2 separate regions of the Macaca mulatta genome follow, and region 2 is linked to region 1. A link is a contact called in public Hi-C data. All regions are on one chromosome and are shown on one strand. Each heading gives the region's core, a stretch centred on a gene start, on an enhancer-like site or on the middle of the called end of the contact. The rest is flanking DNA. Distances are from core to core; before and after follow the strand shown.

The links. A called contact is a pair of places that touch in the nucleus more often than the background predicts.
Region 2: a Hi-C map of fetal cortical plate shows a contact between it and region 1, with 1.7 times the contacts expected there. The contact joins the promoter of ARHGAP5 here to the promoter of NUBPL in region 1. A contact is called at or near these places in 2 of 14 Hi-C or Micro-C datasets (fetal cortex germinal zone and fetal cortical plate).

Annotation. Positions count from the first base shown.
Region 1 is chr7:104,688,083-104,694,881 of T2T-MMU8v2.0, reverse strand. NUBPL (NUBP iron-sulfur cluster assembly factor, mitochondrial) reads right to left here and starts at 1,333. Exons shown (of 11, transcript XM_077940878.1): 1 at 1,187-1,333; 2 at 554-701. The coding sequence starts at 1,294. LOC106999390 (a long non-coding RNA gene) reads left to right here and starts at 1,397. Exons shown (of 3, transcript XR_013396160.1): 1 at 1,397-1,533; 2 at 1,740-2,000.
Region 2 is chr7:105,176,655-105,182,904 of T2T-MMU8v2.0, reverse strand. ARHGAP5 (Rho GTPase activating protein 5) reads right to left here and starts at 3,422. Exons shown (of 7, transcript NM_001198663.2): 1 at 3,344-3,422.

The sequences.
Region 1 (6,799 bases), core at 84-2,583:
AAAAATTAGCCGGGCATGGTGGCGGGCGCCTGTAGTCCCAGCTACTTGGGAGGCTGAGGCAGGAGAATGGAGTGAACCCGGGAGGCGGAGCTTGCAGCGAGCAGAGATTGCGCCACTGCACTCCAACCTGGGTGACAGAGGGAGACTCCATCTCAAAAAAAAAAAAAAAAAAAGTTACTAGATGTTTTAAAAATAACAGCAACCAATTATTGAACACTAGTAAACACTAAGCTAAGTGGTTAGCTTGTGCAATTTGAATAACCATCTTATGAAAGAAGTTATCATCTCCATTTTACAGTTAAGTGAACTGAAGATTTGCTGCACAATCTGGCAACTTTTTCCTGAGTTAAGGGGTAGGAGACCCAGCTAGTACCTAGTTTTGTCTAACTCCAAAATCTAAGCGTCTACCCGCTACCAACTCCTGAAACTAAGGAATCAGATGTTAGGAACTTCACAAATACATTTTTAAAACACAAAACTATAATTTTAATAGTGTGCACCTACCAGTTGGCATAAGTTCTGAATCAGGAATAGAATTAATATCCTATAATACCTGCTGTAGTAGATTTTCCGACTCCACCCTTTCCAGAAGCCACAACTATAACTTGTTTAACACCTTCTATTGGTTTCTGCTTTGGAAGTCCTCGGGACATGATCTGTGTTCTTCTTTGTTTTAGGGTCTCACTCTCGGCGCCAGATAACTTTAAAAAATAATAATAATAATAATAAGCCGTTTTAAATAAGCCATCTCCATCATCACATTGTAAAAGTAAAAACAATCTGGGGTTTGCAATTAAGAGGGCTTTCTTTTCTAATTCTGCTCATCTCCACTTTGGAGACATTTACCTACTTCTACTGATAACAATTGTAAAGACATATGGCTTAAATTGAAATTTTTCTACAAGGATACGCTGAACGTTTAAAAATGCAAAAACGCTGCCTCTTTACGGAGATAAGGCTTCCACGTGTTTTGCTTTTCTTTTATCTATTTACTTAAATAACCCAAAACCAAGAAAGCAATGTAGAATACCACATCTACGTTGTGTTTCAAGTCCCGCCACGCCTCAGCCTGGGTCTGCCTGAAAAGTAGGCACGTTCAGCACATTGGGGGTCTCAGGAACTGAGGCAGCCCTGCAGCCCAGCATCTCTGTCAGCCCGCTTCCCCCTGCCCTGCAGCACCACGGACCTGGCGCCGACAAACCATCGCTCGGCTTCCCCCAAGCGGGGCAGTGGCCCCGCCACCAGCCCGGAGCGACACCCCACCAAAAAGCAGCAGACGCCGCCAAATCCCCATGACTCGGAACGGGGCTGTGATCCCTGCCCGGAAACTGTCGCGGGTGGCGCGGGGTGATGACGTCACGTAGCAACGCTCGGCTTTCTCTTCCTAGCAACCGATCTTGGTTTGTTCGCTCAAGAACCCAATCTGCATCATCTTGTTTATAGCCAGCTACAAATATTTTGCAGCGTTTTACTAAACGTTTGTGAAGTGCTGTCATATACAACATCTCGTATGATCCTTACAGAAGTCCCGAGGTAGGCAGAAGACTTGCTAGTATACTCTTTATGGACAAGAAAACGGAGAAAGTTTAAAGAGACTTGACCCAGCTTAACAAAAGTAGGAAATGGGGGAACTTGAAAATGACTCCAGGATTTCTTATTAAGCAGTATATGGTCATTTAAATACTACCACTGTTAAGGATTTTATCTTTTTATTTTATTTTTTCCTGTGTGATCTACAGTGAGAGTCTGTTTTGCGTTGGTATTCACGGCTTGTGTTGCTGACAGTTCCCTGAAAGAGAGGGCAGGTTGCTTTACTAGACTTGAAAAAGTTTACCTAAATCAGAAAACAAATCTGATGAAGCAAGTTTTGCTCAAGAAGGAACTTGAGTAAGGAAGTGGAATTTATCTTGGTGGAAGAAAGCAAGTATCCCTACATACAATGCAGTTGAGAGAGAAAGCTCAAAAGGTGATGCCCAGACCTAGAAAAAGGATCCTTTGAGGTAAGGGATGGTTTACATTCACATATTCTTCCTAATACTCTCTAGGGTTGATTTTTATTTCTTTCATTTGCTTCTTAGATACGAGATCATTCAGCTTATTTTGCTCTAATCTGATCTTTAATTTCCTTATCTTTAATACAGGCATAATGTATCAACCAGAAAGAACGACTGTGAGGATTAAATGAGATTTACCAGCAAAGTACATTCTATTTAGTAAGCTCTGAAAAGACATTCAGTTCCTTGCTGTTGTCTCCTTCAGTCCATCCAGCAAAATTATTGTTTCAGTCAGCTTTCTTTGTCTTAGAATTTTAGCTTATTTTTATATCACTTTCTAATTATATTATTTTATGATATGTTTTCTCAAATATTAATTTTTATAAACTGAAGGCCAAAAGCATAGAGATAAGGTGAATAGCTGTCAGAATAATCTATTCACTAAACAAGAAATGATGAATATCTATTTCTTTCCAGATAGCTTTGCAAGTTCTTCCAGACTTAAGACTCATTTATTTAACAAATATTCGTTAAGCAATTACTATGTACCAAGTACTACAATAGATTTAAAGTATTCAGCATGGAGACAGACATAATTCCTCCACTAAAGGACTTTACAATCCAGTGCAAAAGACAGAATAAGTTAACAAAAAAAAAATTGCAGTATAGTATGGTAAGTACAGGAGAAAAGCATTGAGTGATACAGGAGAAAGGACAAAGTGATACAAAGACAGGGCACTCGATTCAATCAGGGGAAGCTTCTAAATAAGGTAACATCTAAGCTGAATCCTGAATGTGAATAATGTGTAGAAGTTAGCTGGGAGAATGGCAAGGAGATTGTTGTAAAGAGGTTAGAAATGGACTGCTAAGGCTAGGCATGGTGGCTTATGCCTGTAATTCCAACACTGGGAGGCCGAAGCAAGAGGATTGCTTGAGCCCAGGAGTTCAAGGATGTGATGCAGTGAAGTATGATTGCACCACTGCACTCCAGTGTGGGCAGCAGAGTGGCACCTTGTCAGAAGAAGAAGAAAGAAGGAAGGAGGAAGGAGGAGGAGGAAATAAAAAGGAAAAGAAAGAAGGAAGAAGAAAGAAGAAGAGAGTAGGAGGAAGAAAGATGAAAGAAGAAAGAAGAGAGAGTACAAGAGGAGTAGAAAATGCATTTCTTTTCTGAACTGTTAAGAACTGTAAATGATCTGTGCAACTTAGGACAGAGTGACTGAAAGAGATGAGGATGGAGTGAAGGTTGGTTAGATGCAGGTTGCCTAAATCAAGAAAGGCTGTATATCTTGTAAAGAAATTTGGACTTTATCCTAAGGGAACTATAGAAGCTTTTTTTTTTTTTTTTTGAGACAGAGTCTTGCTTTGTCGCTCAGGCTGGAGTGCAGTGGTGTGATCTTGGTTCACTGCACACTCCGCCTCCCAGGTTCACGCCATTCTCCTGCCTCAGCCTCCTGAGTAGCTGGGACTACAGGCGCCCGCCACCACGCCTGGCTAAATTTTTGTATTTTTAGTAGAGACGGGGTTTCACCATGTTAGCCAGGATGGTCTCCATCTCCTGACCTCGTGATCCGCCCGCCTCGGCCTCCCAAAGTGCTGGGATTACAGGTGTGAGCCACCGCGCCCAGCCCTAATTCTGAACTTTTCATATAAGACTGATATACTCCTACTTGTTTAAGACAATTGTAGAGTCTTCTGCTACTTGCAGCCAAATGTAATCCTAACTAATATAGGCAAGAAATCATGTTTTTATATCACTATATAGGTCTTCCAATCTATTGTCTTTTCCAGAGCTGTCTCTATTCTCCTAAAAGGTCCCAACTTCCAAAATTCAAAACCAAGAAAACAATCTCTTTTCTTTGACATTTTTATTGGGTCAGACATTTTGCTGTGTCAGAAAATGATTCCATATAATTTGTCCAAATGGGGAAGGGCTATGTGAGATACAAGGAATTATAGGGAGAAAATCCTTGACACATATTTAGAAATATATCTCAGCATAGTTACAAATACACAGAAACCCATCCAAATTAGGCTAATACAGTAAATTTATTGGGTATATGTAAGTATATCTTATGGACCTAAGGATAAGAAGTCTGGTTGAACCTCATTATGAACTGGAACCAGGAACTGAAAAGTTATGAACCAGTGCAGCTCTTCTCCCTTTCCTCTGTGGTAACACGATCTCTTATGATCTACTTTCTTCTTCTCTCTTGCATTGGCTTTATCTGTTTCTGTGTGCACATAGTAGAAAACAGTAATTTCAACCTTATTCACTCAAAGACAAACTAAGACTGACTAATATCTGTTACTTTTATTTTCCAAACTTTCTGGAGAAATAATCTGATTGGTCCATTTTTTGGTTGTACATCAGTCTTTAGTCCAATTAGTGACCTTGGGAATGGAGTCAAATGACTTAGCAATTCTTAGGACCAAAGGAGAACACCCTTTTGAAAGGAGGCCATGGATGTGTATATGTGTGTCAGTGTCTTTTGGAGAAGAAACATCTCTACTATTCTCCTAAAATTTTAATCTGGGGAAAGGTAACCAAAGTAATGATTCAGCCATTATTCTCACTTGCTCCTCATGTTTTCTCTCAGGGAATTCATCCAGTTGCTCATGTCATAAACCTATACACAACCAATAATTACCACAATATCTAACAATTACTAACTATGTGACAGGTGTTCTACATGCATTATCTTAAGTTCAACCTCACAACAACCATACAAGTAGGTATTATCTATTTTATTGATAACAAAGTGAAATTTAGAGATGTTAAGTCAAGCCTTCAAGAGAGAGACCTCATGTCTCCTTGTCTCTGATCTTGCCCTGCTGATCCATTTCTTTTTTAACCCAGTAATCATAGTGGTATTTCTGAAACACAAATCTGATAATGTTCACTTGCAATGAACCGAGATTGCACCACTGCACTCCAGCCTGGGCGACAGAGTGAGACTCTGTCTCAAAAAGAAAAGAAAAGAAAAGAAAAGTTCAGAATTAGATCACACAGGTCCAATACGATGAATCCATAGTGCCATCTGTTCCAAATTAATTCTTTTTGTTCCACCAGCTTGGTATCCTCGGTATCCATTTTCATCTCCTCATAGTCATGAGATGTTTGTTGTACCTTCAGGTATCAAAGCTGTGTTCCATACAGGAAGAGAAGGGAATGACAAAGAGCATTTCCTAATGAGCCTTTGCCTTTTTTATTCAGGAAAGGAAGACACACACACACATCCAATTGGCTAGAACCAGGTCACATGACCATCCTTAGAACCAAGAGAAACTGAGAAATTAAGCATTTAGAGCTCTCTAACCTACACAGTAGAGGAAAGCAATGGAGAATGTGACTGTAAGCGGGTAGTCAATGAGCCAAGTCAGTATCTGTCCTAGACAGACTATATCAAGTTTCCTGGGATTATGAGGGATGAAGAGAATGCGAAGAAAACTGAGAACTTAAATATCCGTGAGTTCTTGTGCCAGTCATTTGTAGTTGGCTAACCCAATGTGGTAAAGGAAATTTTTCTGGGGAGTTTCTGAGAAAGTTTTCTTTTTCTGATTGAGTAGAACATGGTTGGTGCTACTCCTTTTTCCCACCTTGACCGTGGATGTGACATGGAGATGTGGCAGTCATCTTGTGAACATGAAAAGCACAATAGTGACAACCACAATAACAGAAGCCAAAAGCTGAGGAAGACAAAGAGGAAATAGGGCAGGAAGATTAATTCTTGGCAGTGTAACTAAGCTGCTATACCAGTCCTGGTCTGCATGTCCAGACCTCTGGTTGTGTGAGATATTTAACCCACTGTTGGCTAGGATTTCTGTTCTTTGAGCTACAATAATCTGTGCCTGTTACAGTGAGTAAGAAGGACTCCCATACTCTGAGACTACCTCTCTCCTGTTCACGCATGACTAATCTCTAGTCAGCAGGGGGGACAACAGAACCCCAAATCAGCTTGGGGAATGTGAAAACAACAGAATCAATGTCCCCATTACCAGGTGGAGCTTGGTGCAGTGGCAGAACCACAGAATAAGAATGGTTGAGTGTTATGTTTAGGCAGATAGATAGATCTGAGTGAGCCACAAAGTGGCTAAGAGAATGCTGATACTAAAGAGTCCTTAAGGTCAAGAATTAGGGAACACTTGGCAACAACCTGCACGGTTAGTTATTAGCATCTCCATGGAAGATGGTATGCATAGATAAATACCTTGAGGATGAAATTCACCTCAGCATGTGGATATTTGGACACTGCATAGGCTCTCTGTGACTTAGCTACAATCCTGATGGAATCTGTATTGAACAATATTTTTCCCCACCCTGACAGAAATTTACAAATAAATAAATACATACTGATCAAAATGAAGATTCTTTTGAATATCTCCTAATTATGTCTAGAGTAATACCTTGTATTGTTTTCTAAAAAGGAAGGATTTATACCTTGCCCCTCGTTCCTCACAAAAGACAACCCTTCTTAGGTGACTAAGGACTCACTGAAATTTCAGATTCCCTCACAGATAAGAAGCCTACCTCATTCCCTTTCAATAGGCTTCAGACTGTGTCAATGTCAGCTGAGAACATATGATCCACTCCCTTGCTCAACTCACTAAGGAAGAATAGGGTATCTTGGACCGTTTCCTGTCTCTGTTGAATATACTCAATAAAGCTCAGAAATTTATTTCAGTTCCTTAGTTTGAGGTTACTGTCCACAACCGACCTTCTCATATTATCCAAAGGCTTACCATAAAGAAAACCTTATCCCATCTATGGGACTTGTCTAAATGGCAACCCCCTTAATTGACCCTAC
Region 2 (6,250 bases), core at 2,173-4,672, 490 kb before region 1:
AAGGGGGTTTGTTGTTACCCAGGTATTAAGCCTAGTACCCATTAGCTATTTTTCTTATATTTAAATAATAAATATTTTTCTTATATTTAAGTTAAATATTCTTATATTTAAATACAATACATTTAATACATAAAAACAAAAGCTGTCCTGGTTTGGGAGGGTGGGTTGTCATAGGAAGTCTCAAGGAATCTAGGAAAAAACCCACAGGAATCCAAGGAACAGAGTTTGAAAACCAATTAAAGTTCGTACTTAAAATTCTTAGCATTGAAGCGTTTTTCTTAATTTCTAATATGGTTTTTCCTACTTCAATAAAATGATCGACAAAAGCCTGCACTTAAGAGCCTGATTACTCAAATTACTGAATGATGAATCACTTTATTGATGTTTCTTCACAGTTCTTTTAGAAATTAAATTCCCTTGGTGTACTGTAAATATATATTACAAGTATCTTTTAGAGACATAGACATCACTAAAACAGAACATTGTACAATGCTTCTTCAGCCAATTATATTACTGCACACCTTCTTGGTATGCAAAGAAAAAACTGCGGACCATACAACCCAAATAAATAGTTCTTAAAATAGTATCTGTGGAAACTAGAGTTGTGACAAAACTTATTCTGTAGCTACCAAGAAAATCTCTATTATGCCATTTCATATTTAAGAAGTGATCACTAAAGGCCAACACTCATCTTACATCCTGCTAATGATGGAAAAGTTTAGTAAAGTCTTTATGAGACCTTTTTCTTCAATTAAAAAAGTGAGTTAGAAAACTTATTATAAGCTGTATCGCTACTTCAAATCCAAAAATGGAATGCAAATACAATATTCATTCCTTAAATAATCTTACCTTTCAAGGTCAAAATAACTCTCCAAAAAAATGTGCTAATACGCTTTTCAAACACAAGTAAGAAGGGAAGACGGTTTTCAAAACACTTAAGTATTTTGTGACATAATTAAGGTAATAATTTTGGAACACATTTTAAAAATTGCTAAGGTCGTTTAAATGGGGAGGGGCACTACAAAACTCATAAAGATAACAGAATTCTGCCACAATTCTTACATCAAAGGGTAACCCACTTCACTCCCCAGTACTCTTAATAATTAATGCACAGAGAATGGCAAAATAAGACATGTTGATCTGGGTTTAAAAACGTAGCCTACACAAGACAACCAAATCAATAGTTATTTAATCATCTGTACCGTCTGATTCCACTTTAAGTCAATTAGATCAATAGTGCTATTTCTTGAAAGTTACAAGCATAGGTATGCGCAGCCTTTCACTCCAGTGTGTTTAGTCATAAATTGCTCCAGTATCTTTGCAAGTTTTTGGTGACACATACTTACCACTCTTTGTACTATAGATAAAGGTAATGGAGGTCAATTAGTATACAAAGGATAGATGAAAGCAAAAAATGAGAAAGGAATTTAAAATGAAAGCAAAATCTTACTCAGAAAACTGTCCAGTAGGTTACCTATACGGTTAGTATGGTTATCTACAAACACTGAATAAGAATACCGTTTTATGGTATTAAAGTACAAATAAACTGGAATTAACAGCAAAAGGTTTCATTAACATATTTTTAAACCAAACATTATTCCAAATGTTGCATCTAGATGAAATTTTTGTTAGGAGAACCATTTTAAATGGAAATGTAGAGCAATCTCCCATGAAGTGAACCAGATCCTTCAGGCGGATAAACACCACCTAACACCTAACTGTTCTAACTGAATACTGGTTCTGGACTTAAGAGGAACTGACAAACTCGACCCCCCCCACCACCCGCCACCTGTAGAAGGCAACATAAGCAAGTACTAGTAAATACAGCGAAGCATTTTGCTGTTTTACACCTGAATATTTTTTTTTAAATTCAGTTTCCCACCTATCACAAAGGAAAAAGTAAATGATCGATGAGAATTTAAACTTAAAACGTGAGCACAAACCCATCTATATGCCTATCTTGCTCTGTCTCAAAATATTTGAATTCCCATTTATTAAGCTATGGCCAAATCCGAATTTCTATCACATGGTAGAAGTATAAGCGTCTCCCCTACAACTTTCTCGGGATTTTACTAAATGTCCTAATAACAGTTTGCCCTTACTTCCGTGCACCTTTCAACCTCAGCTACCCCCGTGCCTTCAGCTCTCCTGCATTTCTAATAACGCTGGAGAGGGAGGGTGAGAGGGAGTATTTCTGTGTGGATAAGTGCGCGCGCGCTCCCGCGCGGCTCCCCACCCCCACCCCGATACTTTTCTTTAGTGGAAAGAGAAGAAGAATCTGGAGGTTATTCTAGCGAAAACTCAGTATCAAAGCCTCAACCCAGTCGCAGTCAGCCCATAGGACTCTGGGCTCTGGTTGCGCAGTACAACTTCTCAGATCTTACTCCAAGCTTCAAAGCGGATGGAAAATTGGTGAAGAGAACCCAGGGAGGAGTCGGGGAGATGAGGGAAAGTGAAAGGGCCGATCCCCCTACAAGGCGTTTAAGTTTGCAACCGAGACTGTTTCTGAGAATCTCCACCCGCCCCGTGTACCCCCTTCCAGGTGGAACTCGTTAACAGCAGCAACCCGGCCAACGGACACCGCCACCTCCCCTCCCGATGGACCACCCGAGACCCGAGCAAGTGAGGCGACGGGCGAGAGCGGACGCCTGGCGGGGCCGGCGATCCCCGGCCAGCACCAGGCCTCCGCCGACCCTGGCCCCGTCACCTGTGGAGAAAGCACCCCCTCCCCCGGCCTCTCTGCCCTTCACGCCGACCGTATCCCTAACGCTGCAGCTGCTGCCCGCCCGGCCTGCGAAAACCGAATGCAACGCCAGGCTCCCCTCGGCGGCCGCGGGGCCCCAGCCCCTTCAACTGGTTACAACCGGCAGCGGCGACCGAGCGGGGCAGCTAGCCGCAGGAGGGTCCCCGTCTGGGAGGGGGCAGGCAGGCTCGGAGGAGCGGGAGCCGCAAGGTCCTACCTAACAACGTCGGTCTCCTCGGTCTCCACCTCAACGGCAGCGGCCCCGGCGGTGGCGGCGGCAGCGACATTCCTGGGGAGCGCTCCCGCCGCCGCCACCTCCTCCTCCACTCTCCGCTCGCCTCTCTTCCCCGGCGCGTTCACCGAGCGGCGCGTCCCTTCAGCCACCTCCCCCCGCCCTCCCCGACACACACGCCCCGAAACCCTGAGCCCCACGGCTCCCGCAGCCAGCTCACCCACCCTTCTTCCCTCCCTCCCGCCACCAGCCTTGGCCCCGTCCCTCCCCCCTTCCCCAGCGCCCGCCGCCGCGCCGGGCTCAGTAATGGCGGCCACTCGGGCTCCCTCGCGCTGACGGATTTCTCTCCCTCTCTCCCCGAACTTTACCTCAGCATCTCTCCCGGCGCGCGCAGCCACACACCCGACCGGGGGCGGAGCGGCGGCGCAGCCTGCTCGGGACGCGCGCGCGCGCGCACCCGCGCTGCCGGCCCCACAATCCCCCGCCCCCGCCCCCTCACCTCGCGACACCTCCCGCGCCGCGCGCCCGGCACGGCCCCGCCCCTGCCCTCGTCTCCCGGGAGCCTGGGAAGGCGCGAGCGATCCAGTCGGAGGGAGGGGGCGAGCGCGCGGGACCGCGTCCTCGCTCGCGTCCCCGCTCCCTCCTCCCCTCTGCTTCCCCCTCCTCTCCGCTCCCCCATTGGCTTCTGCCCCTCCCCCTTCTTCCTCCGCCTCTCCCACCATTGGTTCCCTCTCCTACTCCATTCCTTCTCACCTTTTCCCTTTTACCCATTGGCGTGAGTATTTTTCCTCAGCTTCCCTCTTTCTCCGTATTCCGTTCCTCCTCAGTCCCATCCTCCACGCTTTGGAAGCTGCTGCCTTGCTGCCCGGAGCGCCGTCGTCCCCGAACCTCCCCTGCTTTCTCCCTTTCCTTCTGTTCCGGTTTCTGGTCGTAACTCAGGAGCAAACCACCGTACTGCAAAGGAACCAGATATTGTGCTCGCGGTTTCAAACCGGGCATGGGCACCGAATGCTTCTCGATAAATCCCCTTACGGTCTCTGAGCATTAGAGAATGCAAGGGAGGAAAACATGCGCCCAAGCTGGTTCGCAGGAACATGCTCGCGTGTCTCCGCCTGTGTGCGCGGCCAGTTTTCTGGCTGAGGATCGCTTGCCAACTACAGACATCACCCGCCCAGGACCCGGTGCCACACTCACCCAGAAGACGAAACTCCACAGGAGCGAGAAAAGGAGTCCATTTCTCCGCCGGCACCACGCGGGGATGCAGGCCCCTGATTCAGTACGTTCTGTGGAAGTGGAGCGAGAAGCCAAGACTTGGGGCGGGTCTCAGGGTGGCCCAAAAGACCCTGTTCACGCCACTACCAGCCTAACTTTAGGAACTGTCGGCCACCTGGCTTTTATTATACCGCCTTAAACATACTTTGAGACTCTAGAAATTTCACAAGTCTCGAGATAGAGCACACTGGGCTTTGGGTGTGTTTCTCATGAGGGCACTGGCGCTGAATGGTGCAGTGAGAAAGGACGGTCGAAACCACTGCCTTTGCTTTTACCATTGAAGAAACTGAGGTCCTGTGACTTTCCCGAGGTCATCGGAATCTGCCTTACACAGGAGACTTAAAATAGTTGCCAGCAGATAAAAGAATGAGCAAAACCACATCTACTCCAATTTGTTAAGTCTAAAAGAAAGTAATTGAGGGGGGATTCCTCTTTGGGGAAAGATTTATTTCCTGCATTGAAAATAGTTTATTGTTAGTAAACATATAAAAAGTATTTTAAATTCAAGTTATTCTTTATTTTTTACGTTACATAAGGTAATGAAGTTAGCCAAGGTTGCTTTTTAGTGTTATAATGATGCAGCTGCTGCCAACCAGAAGTACATTTACGGTCTGTCAGTAAAGAAAACAAAAACTGCCTGTTGGTAAAAATCTGTTAGAAAATATTTGTCAGTAAATCTGTCACAATATTCCAGCAGAAGTTCTGTTTGTTTTTCCGTCCTTCTGCCCCTGTTCATATTTCTCAAAGGTAAACTTAATAAAGGTAGAAGAGACATTTCTAATTTTTCTATATATCTCTTGCTCCCTAATTTCTAAAAGGCATGACTAAAATCCCTTATTCGAGCATCTGAATCCTCCCTACCAAGTAGGTTAAGAGTAGGTTAGGTAAGGTCTGTAGCTACTTCTTTCTTTCAGTTACAAATTGTAGGTGGGAAAGAAGGGTACGGAAAGAAACTTGCAATGAAAGTAAACAGAAAAAAGTAAAAAAGGAGAGAAGGGAATTTGGTGGGTGATCCAACCATCAAAATGTGGTATTAATGCCATAGGTATCTACACCATTTATATAAGTTGGAAAGTTAATGCACTCCAACGCATTTTTTATCTTTGTACTAAAAGCCCTTAAGAATACCTGAAGTAAACATATAGAAAGTATTTTAAATTCAAGCTATTCTTTATTTTTTATGTTATGTAAGGTACTGATGTTTGCCAAGGTTGCTTTTTTAGTGTTATAATGATGTAGTTCAAAGTCATAACCTGAATAAGATGTTAAGTACTATACAGTGTATACCCTAAAGATACTTTAAAAATTATGTCCTAAATAATCAGAAATTTTAATAACCATGGACATGTATCAACATAAAAGCCAAATAAATCAGGGCTTCTAAAGAAAACATTAAAAAGGTGTAATGTTCAGTTACAGGTCATGATACTGGAGGCGGGGAAGACTTGAAATCTCGTTTATTTTCTTATAATGAAGACACCAGAAGATATTAAAAAAAAAAAATCACGATTTCCAAACAATGATTTTCATAGTCGACATTATTTTCAGTTCTTTATCTTGATTTAGGGAGCCTGGAAATGTAGGACTTTGTTTCTTATCAATACTAATAGTCTAAAGGTGCTTACCAGTACAAATAAGTTATTGTATGTAATTTGCTCTTCTCAAAAAATAGAGTTTTCTATATCAATAAAAATCTGAAATGGGAATTGGGGGCCAGAATTCTGTAGCTAATAATGCTTATATATCTATAAATGAAAGGCATTAAGGAGCAGGAGGAAAAATATATAAGATGGCATCTTTAAAAATTGATCAGGAGCCAAGACTTCAGAGAAAAAGTTTTAAAACACCCACCCTCCCTACTCAAAAGGAGAATTTTTAAGAAAATAGGTAACTTATTTACACACATGCACGTGTGCACACAGAAATATGGGAGAGAAATGGAATAAATATTAACGAGCCCTCTCAAATCAACTACTCTTCTTATCTAGAATAAAAAAGTTAAG